Regions from separate parts of the Mus musculus genome. Here all the other regions are linked to region 2. Evidence: chromatin contacts called from public HiChIP or PLAC-seq data. All regions are on one chromosome and are shown on one strand. The core of a region is the stretch at or near the end of the contact, and the rest is flanking DNA. Distances in the headings are between cores, read along the strand shown.

The links. HiChIP or PLAC-seq counts read pairs in DNA pulled down with a chosen protein or histone mark.
Region 1: an HNF4G HiChIP or PLAC-seq map of pancreatic cancer cells shows a contact between it and region 2. The contact joins the promoter of Anxa8 here to the promoter of Bmpr1a in region 2. A contact is called at or near these places in 2 of 39 promoter capture datasets (hippocampal neurons and neural stem cells), 2 of 115 datasets of contacts at active chromatin or transcription factors (forebrain and pancreatic cancer cells) and 3 of 9 other capture datasets (adipose tissue, liver and macrophages).
Region 3: an HNF4G HiChIP or PLAC-seq map of pancreatic cancer cells shows a contact between it and region 2. The contact joins the promoter of A630023A22Rik here to the promoter of Bmpr1a in region 2. A contact is called at or near these places in 1 of 115 datasets of contacts at active chromatin or transcription factors (pancreatic cancer cells) and 2 of 9 other capture datasets (adipose tissue and liver).

Annotation. Positions count from the first base shown.
Region 1 is chr14:34,084,571-34,087,270 of GRCm38.p6, forward strand. Anxa8 (annexin A8) reads left to right here and starts at 1,409. Exons shown (of 12, transcript NM_013473.4): 1 at 1,409-1,506. The coding sequence starts at 1,486. The region is part of intron 1 of A630023A22Rik (RIKEN cDNA A630023A22 gene); the gene reads right to left.
Region 2 is chr14:34,501,293-34,503,992 of GRCm38.p6, forward strand. It overlaps Bmpr1a (bone morphogenetic protein receptor, type 1A), which reads right to left and starts at 1,254. Exons shown (of 13, transcript NM_009758.4): 1 at 1,103-1,254.
Region 3 is chr14:34,101,491-34,104,190 of GRCm38.p6, forward strand. It overlaps A630023A22Rik (RIKEN cDNA A630023A22 gene), which reads right to left and starts at 1,264. Exons shown (of 5, transcript NM_001251843.1): 1 at 1,108-1,264.

The DNA.
Region 1 (2,700 bases), core at 159-2,658, 420 kb before region 2:
CCCAGATCCATCCCTACCCATCCCTGCCCACGCCACAAGAAAGAGATGACAACTCTGTTTGTAGAACAAAGAACACTGGAGTCAGGGGTGGGAACTTTGAACATTTCACATCACGGGACCATTCATAAAAGGCTGTTCTGCAACCTCGGTGGCCCCACAATGGGGTCTGAGCTGGATCATGAGATGCTTGACTCCTCTGCAGGGCATATGAGACAGCTTTCTCTCCTGGTTCTGAAATGGACTCCTGGCATCATGCAGAGTGACATGGACCGGGAAACTGCCTATGGCTTCTTCATGCTGGGTAGCCTGTACATAATGTAGGGTCGAGCCTCGTGTGTAGACTGCTGGGGACCCAGGCAACTGTGGCTTGCAGGTCCTGCTGCTGGTATGAGGGCAGTGTTGGCTTCCAGCTTGTTCTGGGCTTGTGCTATAGGCCTCTACATGGACCAGTTAAAACTGGACTGGACATGGAATTGGTGCCTGAGGCAGCCAGTACAGAAGGCCCTAATGAAGCAAGGCTGTCAGGACTGGCTGGGGCTGAAGACTGGGACATTAAAACCTGACCCTTCAGAAAGAAAAAGAAACATTCTGCAAGGTTTCCTTGGATTTAAAAGTCATCATGAGGGCTGAGAGCTTTAGGAGCCTTCCTGGAACTGGGTGATGCTCCCAGAGGCAGCAGCCTCACACTGAAAGGTAGCTAGCTAGGAGCTAGCTTAGTTAAGGGATCCTATAAGAAGAGTTGTGCTGAGGGAGAGTTGAAGAAAAGTAGGAAATTCCCAAAATTGAGCTTCTTGGAAGCTAGTTGGGAATAGTACTCCTGCCCCTTGGCAACTAGCATCTCCTACCCCGCCCCTCCCCATGGGAGGCAGCAGCCTCTCACCCCATGAGAGTTGGTACACAGTCACTCTGTTGTCACAACAACTGTCATTTAAGCAAATAATCTAGGTGCTTGCGAATGGTTCCCTCTAGCACAGGAACTCATACCTGCTTCCTAAGACTGTGATCATGACCCAAGGATCCGTCGTTACAAGATGGTTAAAGAGGAATTTAGACACAGTGCACCCCAGGGAATAGGGGTGGCTGTTTCTGTGTCCTTTGCTGAACTCATTGTGCTGCTAAGTATGCAAAGATGGCAGTAAGCAGAAGGGCTGCGCGCTGCCGGTCCCTTCTCTCTGTGATTGAGGTCTAGCCAACCTCAAGAAGCTATAGCCATGTTTACTTTCAAACGCTACCTCAGAGTTTCCAAGCTATGTGACAGCCACAGCCCAAACATTCTCAGGGCAGGCCCGGGCAGTGTCTGGGTGGGGTCTGGGAGTCACAGGAGGGGCCCAGAGCCAAGCGGAGCCTGAGGTGGAGGGAGGGAGGGCTGGGTGGGGCTGGACCTGTGTACACAACCACACCTACTATCGGGGAGTAGCTGTGTCCAGTCACTGAGCAGAGGCCAACTAGTGTTTCTTCATCTCCCTGGGAAAAGCAGCAGACAGGATGGCCTGGTGGAAAGCCTGGGTAAGTTGAAATGGTCTGGGGAGATGGGTCCCTAGTCCTTGTTGGGAGTGTGGAGGACACAAAAAGTAAAGCTGAACCTGCGAGGCCAAGTCCCGGTGAGGAAACTGGGAGAAAAACCCTGTCCACGCTTAGAAAAGTTAAGGTTTGAAAGGTAAGACAGTTAAAAATAAAACAAGAACATTTTTTTTTTTAATTTTTAACTGCAAAGAGAAAGCTAAAGGATTCGAGTGTCCAGAGGGAGACTTCTGTAGGGGAAAAGCTACTTTAGTGCCTCTGTGGATATGTGCAATGTGTGAGTTTGTGCTTGGAGAGACTCTAGCAGGCTGCTCCTTGCAGAAGTAGCAGTGTGTGAAAGGCGCTAGGGGGCCCAGGAAGTTGACTTTGGAAAACATTGCCCTGTTTGAGCATTTGAATGTTCAGATGGGTTGGATCTAGGTCTGGAGAGGATCCCGGATGGAAGGAACATCGAGGGACTTGAATGACAGGCTAAGGGGTTGGAGCTCGACTTCCAAACAGTACGGAGCCACCTCTACCCACATGTACAGCCGAAACACCTCATGGGCAGGCACACGGCTACATGTGCTATGCACCTTCCTCGTCCCAGCTGGGGCACTCAAAGAGGGAAAAGCTGAGGTTCTGGGACACCAGGTAGCTTGCTCAGGTCCCTCGGACAGCTTAGACTAGAGAAAGCCCAAAGTCTCTGCACAGTCTCCGGGCTCCTTATAGGCAGAAGATCCAAGTTGGCCCAGCTTCAGGAAAATCTTTGTTGCTGTGCCACCACCCAGAGAGAAGCTGTAGGTGTAGATGCCCCGGGAAGGGGGGGGGGGCGTCTCTGGACAGATAGGACAGACTAGAAGGCAGGAAGAGATGAGCTATCATCCTGACCCTCAGGAGAAAGCAGCCCGAGCAGTGGCTGTGCATAGCTTCACAGCAGCTGCTGGCAATACGCCTTGTGCAGGTGCACACAGCAGGGCTCTGAGTGTTGGGCAGTTCCTGCAGTCAGATGCTGGCCAAAATAGCCTGATTCTAGGCCCTGCACTCCATAGGGCAGGGGCAGGGGCCATCCTCTTGGGGACCTGATTGGATTGGTTGGTACTCTCAGAACCTTCTGTATGGATGGGGACACTCCTGTCGGCATCTCTCACCACTGTCACTGGAACCTCACAGCAAGTCTGTAGGATGGGTGGCTTTACA
Region 2 (2,700 bases), core at 4-2,503:
AAAAACAAAAACTAAGATAGTTTTGTTCAACATCTTTTAGTTCGAGAACAATGATAAGCATTAAATTACCTTTTATTTTATCTCGAAGTTTAATTTCCCCTCACGAGCAAACACAAGTCGGTTTACAACTGAAGCAACACAGGAGTTCGTGAATAACTAGACAACGCTCCTAGGTCTTTGCACAATTTTGCTTTAGTAAGAAGGCCATACTCTTGAATACGACGTCCCTGGGTTCAATCCCGGCTCACTTATCTAAGTTATTTAAACCTCTGCGTCTCGGTTTCCTCTTCTAAAGCAACAAAGAATACAATAACCAGGGTTATCTTAAGAAGTAAATGGCGTGACACCGGTGCTAAGTTCGTATCATGTAGTCAGAACGGTTTGTAAGCTGTTTAAAAGAGAAAGCCTGCAGCTCTTTAACCAAATGAAAAAGATCCACACCACGACTTACAAGTCACAAAAACGCCAGGCACGACTAACACACGGCGTTATTATTTTTCTTCCCTGCCGCGTTGGAGGTTTGGGATTTTTGGTTTTGGTTTTTTTTTTTTAATTTTTAATTTTCCTTTTCTTTGCCAGATCTTTCCGCTAGGAGTCTGAAACGGGGGTTGGGGGGATGTAACGCAACCCAGCACAAAGTTTTACGAAATCGAAGTGCAGAATCACAACAGACATGGCAGCGGAGGCCGCGCAGAACAACAGGTGAACCAACTCGCAGGGACGGAGGGGGAAACCCGGCGCCTTCCCGCAGCCAAGTTGGCGGGCGGGCCGAGCACTTCGCCCGGCCTCCGTCCCCGCACTGAACACGCTTCGTTCTCGTTCTCTAGCAGGGTCCCGAGACCCAGTCCCCGCAGCAGCCGCCGCGCAGCTCCGGAGCGGGAGCAGAGCACCGTTCCCATTTAAGGCTTCCAGAAGCGTCCCCGGAGTGGTGCGAAGGCGAACAAAAGGGCAAGCGCGGGCGGGCCGGGCCGCGGGGCCGGGGGGTCTCTCCCGCAGGCCCCGCGGAGGCGCGTCGCGGCCTCCCCTGCGCCGCCACCGTCGCCCCCAAACTTCGCCGGCCTCCCGCGGCGCACCCGCACTCCGTCGCCACCCGCCAACTCACCGGGATCCCGAGAAACTCATCCTCCGGCGCTCGGCGCGGGCGGGCACGGACAGCCGCGGGGCGGCGGGGCCCGGCTCGGCCTCCGCCCTCGGCGTGCAGCGGCCCGGGCCCGGTCGCCCCTCGCGCGGCCGTACAGTCGTCGTCTCGCGCGGGGCCGACGCGCGGGAGCTCGAGCCTCCCTCCCCGCCCTTCCCTCCTCCCTCCGCCCTCCTCCTCCTCCTCCTCCGCGCGGCGGGCAAGCAGATTCCAATCTCTGCCGCCTCAGCCGCGGAGGACGCTCGCTCGTTCGCGGGGCGGGGGAGGGGCAGCGGGGGAGGGGGGAGGGGCGGCTCGGGCGAGCAAGAGGCGCCGGCGCGCGCGCACTGGGAAGGGCCCGCCAGCTCTGCGCGCACCCGCGCCGGGGCGCCGGCCCCGCCCCGGACACGAACCGAGCCGAGAGCTCGGCGGAAGCGCCCGAAGGGCCCGTGGAGTTCGGCGCCCCTCTGCCGGGAAGGAGGCCCGGCCGCCGGCACGGGGGCGCCAGGTTTGCCGAGGGGAGGGGGTCGCCCCTCAGCGCACGCCGCCGCCGCCACCGCACGCGTGACGGAGGGGCCCACTGGGGCAAAGCTGCGTGAAGTGGACGATGCGGGCACACTCCTTCTAGAGCCGGAGCTCGGGCTCCACGGGAGAAGCGGCCCGGTGGCTCCGAGGGCACCGAGGCTCCCGGTGCGGGATCGGTTGCCCGTCTCGTAGTTGTGGTTGCAAAGAAAGATGTAAGGCACACTGCATTCATTACTCACCCCCTCCCTTCCCCGTCCCCCGGTGCTCTCTGGTTCTGGCCCGCCGGGAGGAACGTGGAGGTGCACGCGTTCTCCGGATCACGTAGCGAAAGCCTGGTTTCGGCCCGGGGGCCCCGCCGCTGGGGTGGCTTGTGATCCGCGGGCCTGCGAATTCCTCGGGCGTAAGATAAGGAGCGGCGAGAGCCGGCTGAACTGAAGTCAGCGGACTATAAATACGACTCTCAATCCACCTTTGGCTCAGCCGAGTGACCTCGGATACCCTCCCGAGGCTCTTTCCATCCTTTTAGAAAAATGCAAAGAACTGTCACTACCTCTTTTCTCCCTTTCCCCTCTCATTCGCCATGCAAAATGCCCTTAAAAGTATTCAGTGGCCTGTGGATGAAGAAGGAAAAGATAATCCCTTTTTAAACCAGTCGTTAAATATATAACCTCTTCCGTTTAAGTATTTCAACAAATATTTCGTATTCGTTCTGTTAATTCACTTTTCTGAGAAAACTATAAATCTCTTGGGAAATTGTTTAAAATAGACAGAAGAAAGAGTGAAGGAAGAAACTGTGCCAGGCACTTCATACTTGTGTATTTACACACATTCTGGCCTGGAGGGAAAAAGCAAAACAAAACTTAGATCCCACGGTATTCCCTCATATTCAGCTGAAAATATGTACAGTCCCTTATATTCTAGTTTTAACTAACTGTCCTTCGTGCCCCCTTTCTCCTCCGTCAGCTTTTGCCTTTAGGGCCATCAGTGCCTCCATTGTCTTTTGTTACATTTGAGTCACATTCTCTCGTCTTTTTTCTGAGCTGTCTGGGTCTTGAGTC
Region 3 (2,700 bases), core at 14-2,513, 400 kb before region 2:
GAGCTTTAGGAAGCAAACCTGTGGGCATCTCCCTAAGGCAATGCTTGGAGTGACATGTGTCCCATATAGCCCTGGGGACAGGACTTCTAAATGGTGATTATTTCCATTCCCCTCCTAGTTTGTGACCCAAATTCTCATATCTCAGGGATAAGTGAGGCATTAAAGTTAGTTAGTCCTATAGCAACCTGCAGCTTTTCTGTATTCTCTGCTACTCACGCACCCAGGGGTGACCCTTGCTGAAGTTGGTATATATAGGGTACACTTGGAAGTATCCATAGATGAGAATTTATTTTTTTTCTTGAATGGTCCTGTCTTTTTTCTGTTACTGTATCTGTAGAGTCCTTTCCAACTAAGCCAAAGTCTGTTGGAAGACCCTGCTATTAAGGGAGTGGTCCACCATGTCCAGACAGCTCTCTGAGCTTGGAGTAAAATGGAGGACTTCCTCTCTCTCCAGGGCTTCCTCTTCCCTGAGCTTATCTGGAGAGTGTCTCTAAGCACAGGTGCCTGACCGTACCTAGAGGATGACCCTGCACAGAGCTTCCTACAAATGCACACAAGTCCCATTCAGCTCTTCCCGCACATGATCAGTCGGTACTGTGCTATGACCCATCAGCCCGTCCTGCCCATAACCCCCAAAACCTTACCTCTGAAACATAAAACAGATCTGTCTCCCTGAAACTATCTCCAGAAGTCCTTCCGGCATATTCTCAGCTGTACAAACCCTGCTCACAGCTCCTGCTCCCTCTGTCCTCATGGGGCAGCGCCCAATGCCCCACACTACCCCAAGGAGACCCACAGTCACACAGTCAGCCTCCTTTACCTTCTCTGAGCACCCTCCCCATGTGTTTCTTCTCCAATTCCAGCTTCAGCAGCAAGCCTCCCTCTCCCAGGGTAGCCCTAGCACCCTCTGCTCACTCTGGCCTGCCTTTAGCAAGAATCCTGTTTGGTGGCTTTTGTCAGAGTTCCCTTTACCTCTATATCTCCTCTGACCCTTGATTCCCAGTCCCCATTATTCGTACAGAACTAAGTCAAGTACATGCAAGGTCTCTTCTCCCTTCATGCAAGCTCTAGAGAGAATCTGGTTTTACAACTTTAGTTGTTACCCACCTTGTTTCTCTGTGACCACGGGTGCTCTGTGCTTACGGTCTAGCCAGGACTCTGTACCGAGAAAGGCTCGTCCTGGTGCTCCAGCTCCTTAGCTTTCTCAGAGAGCTAACCCATCCCAGAGGCTCTGGTCTCCTATCAAGGTGTGTGACTCCCTTGGAGCTAATTCATTTCCTTCTGTTGCAACATGAGCTGACAGACAAGGGCTAAGCAGCCGGGAAACTGAACCCAAATCTATGGCTGTGGTGTAAATCAGTCTTCTTCCTGTAAGAGCTTTGGAGGGCTTCCAATAACCTTTTAGGGATTCTTTTCTGCTTAAGCAACCCATAGTAGACAACTGTACTGGCAGCCCTGTTACACAGTATTGCTGTTCTGATCACATCATTCTCAGAAAAACCAAGTACTGTGCAGGCCAGAGCTTTGCCCTATTCATTTTTTAATATCAAGTATCTGAGTTAGTTACTTTTCTATTTGCTGTAACCACACACATGACACAAACAACTTATGACAAGAAATATGTGTTTAGGTCCCTGGTTTCAAAGGGTTTGGTCCATGGCTATCTGGTCCGCAGGAACTTGGACAGAGCATCACAGTGGCTGGAGCATTACGTCAGAGAAGGTTCTAGCATCACAGCAAGCAGAGCGAGAGAGGAAGGGGCCAGATATCACCAAAGACCCCCCTCCCTGTGACCTCCCTTCTCCAACTCCACCCCATCTCCTGAACTTGCAAGAACCTCCCAAAATGCACTACCAACGTAGGACCAGGTTTTCAACACATGAGCCTTTGGGGGCAGCTCAGATTCAAACCCAACTATGTCTAACATGCATTTGGCACTCAGCGAATGGTTTCAAAAGAAAGGCAAGTAAGGGTAAAGAACTCGAGGACAGAACATCTCGCAGGTATAAAACAGGGCTTTAATGGCCTCAGATTCTGAGGCCTCTCTGTGGGTCCTCGGCCAACCCTAGTAAACAGTAGCTCAGAGGCAGATCTAAGGGAAGACGGTAGCTGCTCTCATTCGACTGCAAACGGCTTCTAAGTCTGCCACTGTTGAGACTGATTGAGAAGACTGTATCAGACCACCAGTCGGGGGAGACTTGAGGGCAGTGACCAGAGCAAGAGCTTGGCACTGGTGTCATGCTGTGGGAAGGGTAAGGCTGGAGTGTTGGCCTTGGCCTGCCTGGTTTTTATTCTTTAGCCACAGAAGGACTGTCTTCCTGGAATTTGAATACTTGGCAAGAAATAGAGGGGAAATGAATTTGTGGTCAACAATTTGCTGTTACCTGAACTATGCATTCTATATGACGCCAAGTTGTGGCTGGTCAAGTAAAGTGTTAAGGTGAAGTTTGAACAGCTAAAGGCTGACTTAGTACTCATGAAGCAGACAGGGCAGGAAAGAGCATTCCATTCTAGGAAAAAGGTATGCAAACAGCAGAAGGGATTGGTCTGTCCCAGACGTGCTAAAGGAATGCTGTGTTAGCGCCCACAGAGATAAAGACAGAGGTGTCAGGGGCAAGTTAGTGGAGGCTCAAACTGCTACAGGCTGAGAGGCTCAAAGGGTTCCCACAGATGGTGGGGTGCCCTTGCAGGGATATGTAA